2 separate regions of the Oryzias latipes genome follow, and region 1 is linked to region 2. Evidence: chromatin contacts called from public Hi-C data. All regions are on one chromosome and are shown on one strand. Each heading gives the region's core, a stretch centred on a gene start, on an enhancer-like site or on the middle of the called end of the contact. The rest is flanking DNA. Distances are from core to core; before and after follow the strand shown. Region 1 has its middle 69 kb from the start of LOC110016486. Region 2 has its middle 110 kb from the start of LOC110016486.

Region 1 (5,931 bases), core at 2,800-5,299, 38 kb before region 2:
GAGGACCATTCGACACAGTGGAAACAGAAAACACTCAGAACTTTTGTCTGCACATTTCAAAACCTGTTTCTTCAGTCTGCCTTTAAAAGCATTTTGATTTGGCATGAAAACAACCCCTATGTAGTCCTTTAACATATGTCTTCCAGATCTACACTATTTGTGTACAACTCTGGGAGGAGGGGGGTGTAAGGGTTCCTTTTGTGCTCATACAAAAGAAGGGTCCTTATGTGTGTCAACATTAGAACTTCCTTTACGTTGATAGGTATGGGCAGTGGGTTCCAGTTCAACTCTCATGTTGGTCTTCATGGTTGCTTTACCACAACATAAAGACTCTTTTAAAGAACAATTTCCAAACTGCCTATTCATCACAGAGGATGGCGCTTCATAGAAAAGGGAAACAGACACCCACATGTTTCGGGTCTGAAATATTTATGTTAGCCACAATTGTTCTGGCCTGCCAAAATTAAAGTGGATGTAAAGGGGCCTCAACTTTTTGCAAACAATTTTCAGTTATTTTCGTTTTTGATTCAAATGTTACGGAAAGCGGATCTTAGAATGGTTTAACTAAAGTGTATCACTTAAGGATAATTGTTTTATAAAGTTTATATTTTATTCCAAAAAATTGGATTTGGTTTATTTTATACACTCGAAACAAAAAAATACTAAAGATGTACAGACAAAAAAGGAAAAAAAGTATAAATCAGACTTTGCATATTTATTCATGACATACTTGGGACATTTGTACTTATTACATAGAGTACATGACACATTGAATCCATTAAATGTAAAGTTTGTTAAAAAGAGTTTCATAAATTGCATGAAGAGTAGTGGGAGGAAGCACATTTACGGTATATAATCCCACCATGTTATAGTTTTTACTTGTCAAGGTTGGCTGACAGGACATTTATGCATGCATGGTATTTCCCAAATTTGAAGTAAGTTGCATCTTTTGTATTGTTTTTGGAGTTGGCTCATCAACCTCTTCCTTCCACAGTTGTGGCAAATTAGCTATTTTAGTCAGGATATTTTACTAGAATTAGAATAAGAAAAAGGCCAGAGCCACAAAAGAACCTCCCATGATGTGACAAAAAGGAATTTCCCCTAAACATGCAAGCACATGAACCGCTGAATGTGACCGGGTTTGGTGTGAAAGAAAGCAAGCCAGTGTGTGTTTTATTGGCATAGGTCCACAGTATGTTGATGTGTTCATGTCAGAGAGTTTCTATTTATCGGCAGTATTGTCTTTGTGTATTTCCAGTGTTAATCACTGTGTGAGTCAGTGTGGCGTCTGTGGCATGACTCTGGTCGTGGCCGCTTCATTAAAATGTTAACCAGGCCACACGGACAATGGCTGCACTGTTCGTCCTGCTGTCCCCTTCAAACTGGGCCGTGTTTCTCTTTCTCTTTTCGTTGTCCTGCTTTCTCACACCCTATCAGTTTTTTTTCTACACCCTCTCAACTCTCTTTATCTTCTGCAACACACATTGACTTTGACTGTTAAAACCACAAACCCGCATAGACAGCCCGACTGTTTTTGTGTTTTTGATTTACCTTCCATGCCTGTGCTACTCTGCCCCCCCCCCCACTCCTTCCCCCTCTGTGCTGCGGTCTTTGTCAGGCTTTCTGAGCTCCAACTTGAAAACATTTCAACTCTGTTTGAACCACACAACTCATAAATCTGATTATGCATAGGCACGCTAATGTTACTGAATTACCTTAACATGAATGTGTATGTGACTCTGTGCATGCATATCTTTATTTACTCTTCAGACACGTGCATGTATGTTTGGTTAGGGACATGTTGTGAAGACTTTATTTTGTGCAGAAAAGCCATAAAAATAATATGCAGTGTTTTAGAGAAGAGACGTGTGTTATTTGGTAGGACATAACTTTAGCGTGGTGGAACTTATCCACAGCAACCTAAACCCTTAAATATTGGACTTCAACATCAACCCACATGAATGAAACAAATACCTATAAGTACTTCAGCAGAAAGGTGATGTCACCTCATGTCGTCAGGGAAGGAACAGGTGCACCTCCTGAAACTGAAACAGGACCTCATTATTCACTAAGCACAACCTCCTGTGAAAACTGATTCAACATGAATAAACATTCAAAATTTCGATCCGTTTGCTTGACAAAACTCTGTTTGTTTTCTGTGCCATAGGAATAGATATCAGTGTTGACTGTGCAAGGTCTACCTCCCATTTAGGCAGCATGCTGTCTGCTCCAGAGTTAAAGCATGATGTTGATTTACATGTCATTTGTAAATAAATATCCCTAAGGTTATGTGTCATCACAACCAAACTAGGTCCTTAGTGTACTGGTCCAACAGGGAAGCATTTCATACCTTCACAATGCACGATGCAGCTCACCGTGATGGCACATAATATGCTGATTAACTCCCATTAAAGGACTCTACCCTGGTATTTCCAAGTAACCTGAGAGATGTTTGGGCAGCACATCCCGTGATAGTAAAGGTCCCACCTTGATCATCTTTTGATCTATTATAAAAGTGTTTTTTTCATTTATAGTTGTACCAATGTTTTTAAGCCAAAATAAATTTTAAAGAAAACAGTGTCATTTTTTAGGACATAGTTTCTGCAGAGTGGCAAGAATTCATTAGAAAGTTGTTGGTGCTCCTTACTCACTTACTGCTATTAAAGAAATAATCAGAAATACAATTTTGAGCTTATTGTTTTTAATCTATGGTATCCTCCAGAAAAATGCCATAAGAGCACATTCAAAATGGTAACAACAAAAATTCATCAGAGTGGGTCTTTAAGGGCATGTATTTTTTGAAAATCAATGAAGGAAAATCTGGAGCCAGATCACTTCAGCAGACTTGTGGTTTGTCACACATGCAAGTTATCCTTAATTTACTTTAGAGTAAAATGGAACAACCTTAAAACATAAACCCTTTTAAACTTCAACACCTTGATTTCAAATAGAAGACAACGGTATTGGTGATGCACTTCATCCTTTAATTTTTCTATTTTCCATTTTTATCTAAGTGGAACTGCTTTACTAGATTTTTTTCCCCAACAACTGACAAGCATGTTTGGAAATGTTGGATCTCACGTGTCTTCATGTTTGCCAAATTTCAAAGGTAGAAGCTCAGTGATGTCACATTTGGCCAAAATAGCGATGATCTAAAACAGGGAGTTTAAAGTAGCTTAATACAAACCAGTGGTCGTACAAACACAAAGCTAATGTATTTTATGTATATGTGGCATTTTGAGAAGCACAGTCATTGGGGAAAAAAGGGGGGGAAAAAGCTTATAGGATTACCTATACAGCAGTCACCAGATTTCTACATCTCCTCTGGTGTCCCTCTAGTGTCAGAGGGACATCATCACTCTTTCATTTCAGCGGCCTCTCTCTTTGCAAAGATGATTGCTGAGCAGCAGCAGCCATTGTCATGCAACTGTGCTCTACAGAAAACCGATTTCTCTCAGTAAACTTTAACCAGGTTTCAGGTTTCCATCATTCCCTACAGTTCTAATGGCTGGGGAAATGATGGTAAACTTTACACCTTTGTTGGGTTTAGTTTGCTTAGACTCACTGGGCAAAAGGAGCATTCGCACTATAGTGAACTGCACCAGAGTTCATATACAAATGAACTGATGCTTACAGTACCAAGGGGTTCATAGTTTGCTAGATTGTTGCTTCCCCAACATAGCAGGTCTGTGGAAATGTGTGTGTGTTTTTTAAATCCAGATCAAAGCTGACAGTGACAGTGCTCTAGGAATTTATTCATAACAAGTTGATAAAAGAACAGCTCAAAAATGCGTCAGCTTAATTTTCTTTATTGATGTCCTCCATCGTGACAAAATGCTACAAGAACATTTTACAATACCAAAAACAAAGTTTTCATTGGATTGGGTCTAAAGGCATTGAACAAAGAGGGCTGTTTCTCAGTGGAAATTGCTGCAGGCTGTTTTTGTTGCTACACCTGACTCTAAAGACTGTTAAAGCAGAAGGGGCAAAGGTGAAAATAGAGATGATGGACAACAACAGCGATGCTGTGAAGATCAAAGTGCAACTGGCCCCCTTTTGCCCCCTGTGAGCAAACGGGTGTCCCCTCCTTTCTTCCACCAATCGTTTGAAGTCTGTAGTTCCTAATTGAGAAACAGGTGGAGAAGGTGCCCAAGTGTGTGTGTGTGTGTGTTTGTGTGTTTTCAGCAACCTGTCTATCAACTTAACAGCTAGACAGCAGTATCCATGTGGCCAATGTGGGCACTCTTCCTCTTCTCTAACCACTGCTTCCTCTCAGTGAGAGGCCCTTCTGCGCCTTTTAACCTCTGCCACTCAAAGACACACAAACACAAGCATATCTGCATGTCAGTGACACAAACCTTAAACCAACCCATTTCAGGGTAACCACACTTTGGTGAATCTTTCTCTCTTGAATCTTTCACATAGTGACTTACCTTTGACCTTGTTACCCTGGAAACATTCGTGGACAGTAATCATGCAACCAAACATGTTGTCAGCAGATTGTGATGGAGGAGTAGTCCACTCCCTGACCACAGTGAGCTGAAAAGATGGAAAAGAAGGAGCGATGGCATAACTTATGCTCATGTTTTAGAGCACAAAAGGATAAAACGTCTGTATCTAAGATCTTTCAAATTGAGCATGCCAAACCCCTTAAGCATGAATGTTTTTTCCTCTTTCACACACACATATACACTCACACACCCACGCTCACTAACTCCTTAGTCACCTACATTTCCACTTTGCAAATTACAGCCTGAATTATGGCCCTCACCAATCATCACACTCATCTGTCACCAGCCCGCCAATCACGGGTCTCTGGGGTGCTTGTCGCCATGCAGGGCGGTCGAAGCCGAATCAGACTGGTCATTTTCTGCTGCAGCCTGTACTTAAAGTCCATGGGAACAGGAGGACGGCCATTCTGGTACCCTGCAGACCCTTGCACAGTTATGGGGGACAGTAAGATTTTTCAAAACACCCATTCCTGTTTGTGTAACATAAGCGCACATAAGTTTTAACTGTTGTATTTCAATACCGCTTTGTTTTGCTCAAAGATTCCTGTTGTCTCTTTTATCGTAAAGAGAAATGATGTCAAGATAAAGCTCAGGATTTTGAGGTGGTGAAGCTCCAGTTCACAGTTTATTAAAATTCTTAATGCTTCTATTATGCAAAGACTAGGAAAATATAGCCATAAATAAATGCATAAAAGTGATCTTCAGCTGCTTAAACGGGGACTGATTTCAAGATACGTGTATCTGTTTTGGTGGATTGATCCCAAAACTGAAGCCAGCAATCTCCAGCAATTTGTAAAGAGAAACGGTCTAATGTTTAAAGAACAACCCATTAAATTTTGACCAGTTTGTAAACACCTCCTGTGCATCGAACGTATTAGTGCTGGAATAGAATCAGCATTAAAGATTGTAGTGTTTGAGTCGGTCTAACCAAACCACTTTTGTTAGTATTGCAGAGTAAGCATTAAAGTTACCACTAAACCTGCATAAAAACTGAGTCCACCTGTAATAATGCAGTTATACCTCGAACCCCCCCCAAAAAAGTTGGAGATGTAGACAAGGACCATTCCAGGTGTGTCTAAACTGCCTAATGATCCTATACGGAACTTTCTAATTGCAGAGAAACCAGCTCAGAGTTTTATGTAGTCATCTGTTTTACTTAAATGGTCTATATTATGCAAAATCCACATTTTTGAGCTTTTAAGTGTATGATTATGTTCTTTCCTCACAAAAAAAATACCCCAAGCCAGTGAGTGTGTGTGTGTTTGCGTTAGCCCCCAGGCTAACGCAAACACACACACTTTCTCTGTGGAGCTAGCAATGATCGACCCAACGCTTTCATTATATATCCACAATATGCACATCCATCTTTGCCAATGTTCAGATGTTGTTTGTTTTCCTGGGGGGAAACGCAGAAAATCTA
Region 2 (6,060 bases), core at 2,405-4,904:
AAACTGGTATCGATAAGCAGTCAGCTCTGCCATCCCAGATTTCTGTTGGTATAAAGAGACATTTCTTCTCTTTAACATCCCTCATCTGTCTGTGTGACCAACGGCTCTTTAGGTATTAAAGCATGTAACACGATAACTGGGTTTAAAGACCTAAAATGCTCTCATTATTTCTCTTCAGATGCTGAGATCAACACGTTTTTATCCCCATTTTAGTGCATCGTTTCTTCTTGAATCATCTTTCAAACCACAGCGTGACTCACCAGGACCTGAAACTGCTCTGTTTGTAATTCAGCAGTAACAGCCTGTTACAGAGAAGTAAACTGCACGCAGATGTTTACATGTGCAGCAATGACGTGGAGCAGACTATCACACCCAGCAGCATCCTGCAGTGACCTTATTCTGGTCAAGGCACAAATGTGGACAAAACAAACGAATGAAAAGACTAGTGAGCACCGTGAAACAACAACAGGCACAACTGTTGACATGGATTTGCACTGACGGACAGATGAGGAGACAGAAGAAGAGGAAGGAGACGCCGGAAAAGGACAGAGAAGTGGAAAAGTCAGAACATGTGCTGCCGTCAGTCTGTCTTTTAATCCCTCTGGATTTTTCCTGCCTTCCTTTCCCACGTTCTCAGTGTTAATTGATAAACGCGTGTGGTGGTGGTGTGGGGGGGGGGACCCCATGACTAATCGTTCTGGCTGCTGCTGTGCTGCTGCTGTTGTGTGTGTGTGTGTGTCTTTGCAGGTCACTGAAGTGTACAGGCCCCACCAGCCTGGCACTTCTAAGAAACTGGCAGCTTCACCAGTCTGCTGCGTTTTCACGCCAGCACTTAGATGCTGGATTTTCCCCCCTGAACAGAACCACTCAAACTTTAAGCACCCAGCCAAAATCCAGTTTGTTCCATGACTCAGTGAGCCCCATATGCCTTGACTATTTAAAAACCAGCATGAAATAAGTGTTTTCTTCTATGCACTTGTGCTAAAAAAGAGAGATTGGAAACGCATCAAAACAACTTTCTGTTTTTCTCACTTTCTTCGGTGTATAAGAAAAAAATGAGGAAATCGTGTTTATTTAAACAGATTTTTTTTTCAAGGGAAAGCTAGTGTACTTGTTTTTGGGTACATTTAGTCTGGGACAGAGGAGATTTTAGGGTACAATGCAACTCAGAAATGTGCATATTTGAGAGTTGGATAAGAACAATGCAGTAAATGAAGAATTGAGTGAAAAACAAGGGATCTAGGCACGTGTGACTGAAGGAAATTTGTGCAACTGGTTGACAACTCTTCAAATTTTTAAATTCAGTTTAACCTCATTGTTCATATCTTTTTATTCATTCGTTTAAAGTAAAATACAATTAGGCCTAGTTGTTAGGGAACAGACTTTTTTTGTGGTCCATGTGGTGCCCAAAAAAAAAAGGGAGTTAACCTTTTTCTGTCACTTGTGTTGAATTTCCATTCAGGAATCAAAATCCTTCTGTATTTGCCTTCAGAACTGGCAACTTTTGGGTCAAAAGATGTTTTGCTCCTCGCTACAGCCTTCTGACCTCGTGCCTGCTGGCATGTGCTGTGGCGGCTACTGGACAGGGGTATCTGATACACTTTCTAGCTCCAGAGGGAGCTATTCAGAATCTGATATGTGATGCCACAATGAGAGTGTAGGCGGGAGTTTAGCACAGCACCTGTGAAACAGGGGCAAAAAATGTGTGAAGAGTTAGAAACAAAGACTGTTGGCTCATTAAAGGAGAAATATGACAAAAAATTACATTCCTTTTTTAAAGGAACACATTTCCCATTTAATGCTTTTCTTCACAGCTGTTTGTAGCTTTGGTCACAAAAATCTCCACAGGGTGGTGTTGACACAGACACAAAAGAAATATTCAACCTTTTTTCTGTTATGTTTTTGAAGCTTATCCTGACTTCTCTCGGATTGGAACTCACACTGTTAAACATACACTGAAGAAAACGCAGGATGGTGCCTAACAGGTTCCTGTCAAATATTGTTTCCATACCCATGAAACTAAACTTCAGACTGGAAAGAGGCTTCCTCTGATACCTGCTCAACCTTCACCTGCTTTGATCTACGAGTTGGTATTTTCAAGCAGAAATTCCATTTCCTCCACAATTAATTTCTGGCACTTGTTTGATGCACAACTATCACCAGCACACGGTCTAACTATTATCAGCACTCTTGAAACACTTGTGTTATTACTTCAACTCAGTTCTTGGGTTATTCATGGTGGGATTTATTTTTGGGTTACTTATCAGAATGTTTTGGTTTGTAGTGGTTTCATTTTAACTCAATTTATGTTTTTTTTTTTCTTAACATAACCCAACATAAAGCTTTAGTCCCTTAAATGAACCTGTTGTTTGTCGTTAGTGTGCGGAAGAACTTAACTGCACTCATTTGTAAAACAACAGAAATAAATGTGTTAAATCTTTGATAAAAAGTAAAAAATTAAAATCTTTTGCTTGTGTTTTCAGAGAATTTCTCTGTTTACTGTTCAGATTGCCAATGTTTGGCAAATTACTTTTAAAGAGTAAATGATTACTTTACTTTGGTTACTGCATTAAATTATAATTAAATTACTTTGCTATTTCTCCAATTTAAAACGTAATTTCCTACTCGTTATTTTACTTTTTCTCCTCATGTATAAATGCTCAAAGGAAAAAAGCAAACACAAATCTACAATACAAAAACATAGAGGCTCCATAAGGGCAATCAGTTTCTTTTAGCACCACCTCATTAATTTTAATAAATGAGCAAGAGAAAATGTATATTGTATCGTACATAGTGTGTAGACAGGTTGCTCATTGACACTAGGGCAGTGGAAAGCAGTTCATCTGCAGGACAAAACTCACACTAAACTGAAATATTTCTGCCCTGTTGTTCAACGAATTTAAAATAATTTGAACATCTCCAGTTGCCGAATGCCCCTACGTATTCGTCCACATCCATATTTCCGCTCTCTGCATCTTACTTTAACTCTGCATTGGCATGCGTGTGCATGCATGCATGCATCAGTAACTCTGTTTGTTCTTTATTAGTATCTGTTTTGTTTCATTTACCCAAGAGACAGAGCCAATTGTTTACACAAATTAATTTGTTTGATTAGTCACCGATGGTTTCACTGTCCCAAAATGTGAGTAATGAAGCAGTGAGGATTTCTGCAGTCCAGTAATTGTAAGTTGATTACCTAAATTTGAACTGTAATTTGTTACGTTACTCCGTTACTGACGAGAGTAATTAAATATCAGGCATTTGTTACTTTGTAATTTATTACCCCCAACACTGCAGATTGGGAGTGGGTTGAGCATCTATAAGGTCAAAGATAAGTTTGGTGCATTTATGATTTATTCTTTTGAACTCCAGTAAAATACAGCAAGAAATGTCTTTTTCCAGCTGTATTTTTTCTGCCCCCTCAAAGGTTGACTGACATTCCCCACAGATTCCCAAAGATGAACCAAAAGCTGAAAAGATGTAACTTGTCTTCAGGCATAACCTTATTAAACTGCGGTCAACATTTGCTCGATCTCCGGCCCTTTAACAGTGGACCAATCGTGTGTGACGGTCCCAAACACACCCCTCTCAATCCTGCTCCTTATGCTCTCACACTCAGAAATGCTGCCCCCTTAGTCACACTCTCAACCTCAAGCACCCACACATACTCGTCACACGCACAGACGCCCCCACACGCCAGCCATTGCACTGAGTCACTCATATAGTATCTGCTGACTCACTAGCAGGAAATAAGAAGGCAGGCTGGATCAAACCCGCTGGTTTAGCAATAAAAGTTAAGAGAGTCTGCAAATGTTGTTTTTCTTCCCTCTGGATCTCGAGCTTCAGCTTTTTCAATTTAGTTTGAAGGATAAGAGCCTCCTGGGAAAAAGAAAAACACTATAAGGAGGAATCTAAAGCTCTAAACATCCAATGGCATAAAAAGAACTTTTTAATTTTGTTTTGATTTCATATTTTCTGCACTGGGTTATAAGGCGCATGCTAAAACATACGTTCCACAAAGAAAAAGGTAACAGAAGCAGAGTTTTCGTCATTTTCCATGTCTGAATTGAGCAGTGCTGCAATTTTGCCATCAAACATCCCGTGTTCCCTCCCATCATTGTCAGGGTCAGTCTTGTTGCCAGGTGGCTGTTCAGCTTTCGTGAAACCTCAGTTAAAGCAGACACCTTAGCTCAGTCCATTCACATATGGTGGCCTAACTCGCCCGGCGCTGCTTCCTAGTCTCAGTAAAGGTGTGTCTGCCGTCTGTCATCCATCGCTCCCACGCCGACTGTTTTTTGCTCAACAATCCCTTGTTCAAGTTGGTCTTCAAGCTGTGAAACTCGATTTCCTCTTCTTAATTTAGTGCAGGCCATTTATTTGCTTCCTCAACTTCCAAACCATAAATTCATTGAAGCTTAATTCTTTTGCAGCTGCTCTTTTCCCATTTACAACTGTGTAACTGATAGCCTGTAGTTTGAATTCTGCCTCATAAACCTATCTCTTCACTGGTACCCTTTTTAGGGGTCCTTAAACAAACAAACATTGTTTTTCAGCATACTTGTAATATACCTACTGGTGGAGTGGGGGAGGTAGGAGTTCGAACTATACTTATTAGGTAATGTTCTATAATTGGTTTATCAGACTATTTTTGCCTATTTTTATAATTGGTTTATCACAAAGTTGCGCAACATTTACAGATTTTAGAACTCAGCGAGTCACACCAGTTTACCAGGCACACTGCTAATCTTTGAGAACATTTAAGGCTCTTGGGGGTGCCTTATAGCGTGAAAAATACTGAAAAAAACATAACCTGTCTAACCTGTCTTTGACGAGTCAAAAAAACAAAACATTAAAGTATCACTGTAATCAATTGTTTTGGCCTTTTTCAGTTGGAACTCTGTTAGTTTCACATATCTACAGCATTTCTCAACTGTCAGGGTTTAAAGTGAAGCTCAAAGGAGATGAACTGGCAGTAAAGAGCCTGGTCCAGGGCTGCCTTACAGTTAATTGCTGCAATCATAATAAAAGGCCACTAAATCTCCACTATTAGCCAGTTAAGGACAGGAAACAGAGCCCAGCTTCTCCCCTCTGCGGTCCGTACCTGCGGCCATGTGTGCACATAAACACACACTCTGAGGAATGCACACTTATTTACACCCTGACTGTTTGGGTTGGATTAGCAGGGGCTATTTTTAGGCTGCCATGTGCTTTTTAAAATCCTGCATCGTAAATAGAAGCACTGCTCGTAACTCACAGGGAAATTAAGATTTCTGGTCCTGGACAGTTTGAAGAGTGCCAGAGAGCTGCGGCCCCCAGTAACGAGCTTCTCCCTGGGGGGTTGGACTCTGGACGCAATCTTATTGAAAAGCACAAAGCTGCTGGAGGCCACCAGAGAGTGACTGCCATTTTTGGGCTTTTTCTGTTTGCCCTGTCATTCCTACACTTAAAGAGGGAATTCCCCCGCTATGTGGCCACGGCGTCTGGCTCTGAATGGCCCCAATTTTGGATGGAAGCGCAGAGTGGAGGTTGTGCGAATGTGTGTGTGTTACCATGGGGGCACCCTGTGAAAGGTTCTTTTGTAAGGCTCCTGCTGTTTGACAGTGAGACTATCCTCCCAGGACTCATCTTCAGCCTTGCCACACCCATCTAGCCTTTCATATGGTAAGACATCCTAATGGTTTTAACACTAACCTTCAGAACTCCGGAGCAACAAATAGACTACCTCTTGGCAACTCACAGGCCAGCCCAGCTTGTCCTCCTACTCCTCCCTTAGTAACCAACCACTGCCCGGCAACTGCTTCCGCCCCACTGATCCTACCCTGGCAACTGCTTTTGGCTCTCAATCAGTTCAGGTTCATTTCTGACTCGCTTGCTGGAGGGGCTGTGAGGTGGGAGTAGAGAAAGATGTACTCATAGGGTGTGCCATTGAAAAACCTAGCCCCTGCATCCTTTCCTGTGCACAAATAGATGCTTCACTAGTGCAAAACTTTTTCCCAGAAAAACCCAAACTGGATGTATAAAGTTGACCAAAAAAAAAGACTCAGACACATTTTTATCATA

The links. Hi-C and Micro-C count contacts between places; a contact is called where the count stands out from the background.
Region 1: a Hi-C map of fibroblasts shows a contact between it and region 2, with 2.7 times the contacts expected there. The contact joins two enhancer-like sites. A contact is called at or near these places in 2 of 5 Hi-C or Micro-C datasets (embryo and fibroblasts).

What each region holds. Positions count from the first base shown.
Region 1 is chr15:7,131,354-7,137,284 of ASM223467v1, reverse strand. No RefSeq gene overlaps it. Among protein-coding and RNA genes, the nearest start is that of LOC110016486, 69 kb to the left of the region's middle. Within about 2 kb of position 4,049, at least 1 of the 8 cell types and tissues checked has an H3K27ac peak or open chromatin away from gene starts, as enhancers often do.
Region 2 is chr15:7,092,970-7,099,029 of ASM223467v1, reverse strand. No RefSeq gene overlaps it. Among protein-coding and RNA genes, the nearest start is that of LOC110016486, 110 kb to the left of the region's middle. Within about 2 kb of position 3,654, at least 4 of the 8 cell types and tissues checked have an H3K27ac peak or open chromatin away from gene starts, as enhancers often do.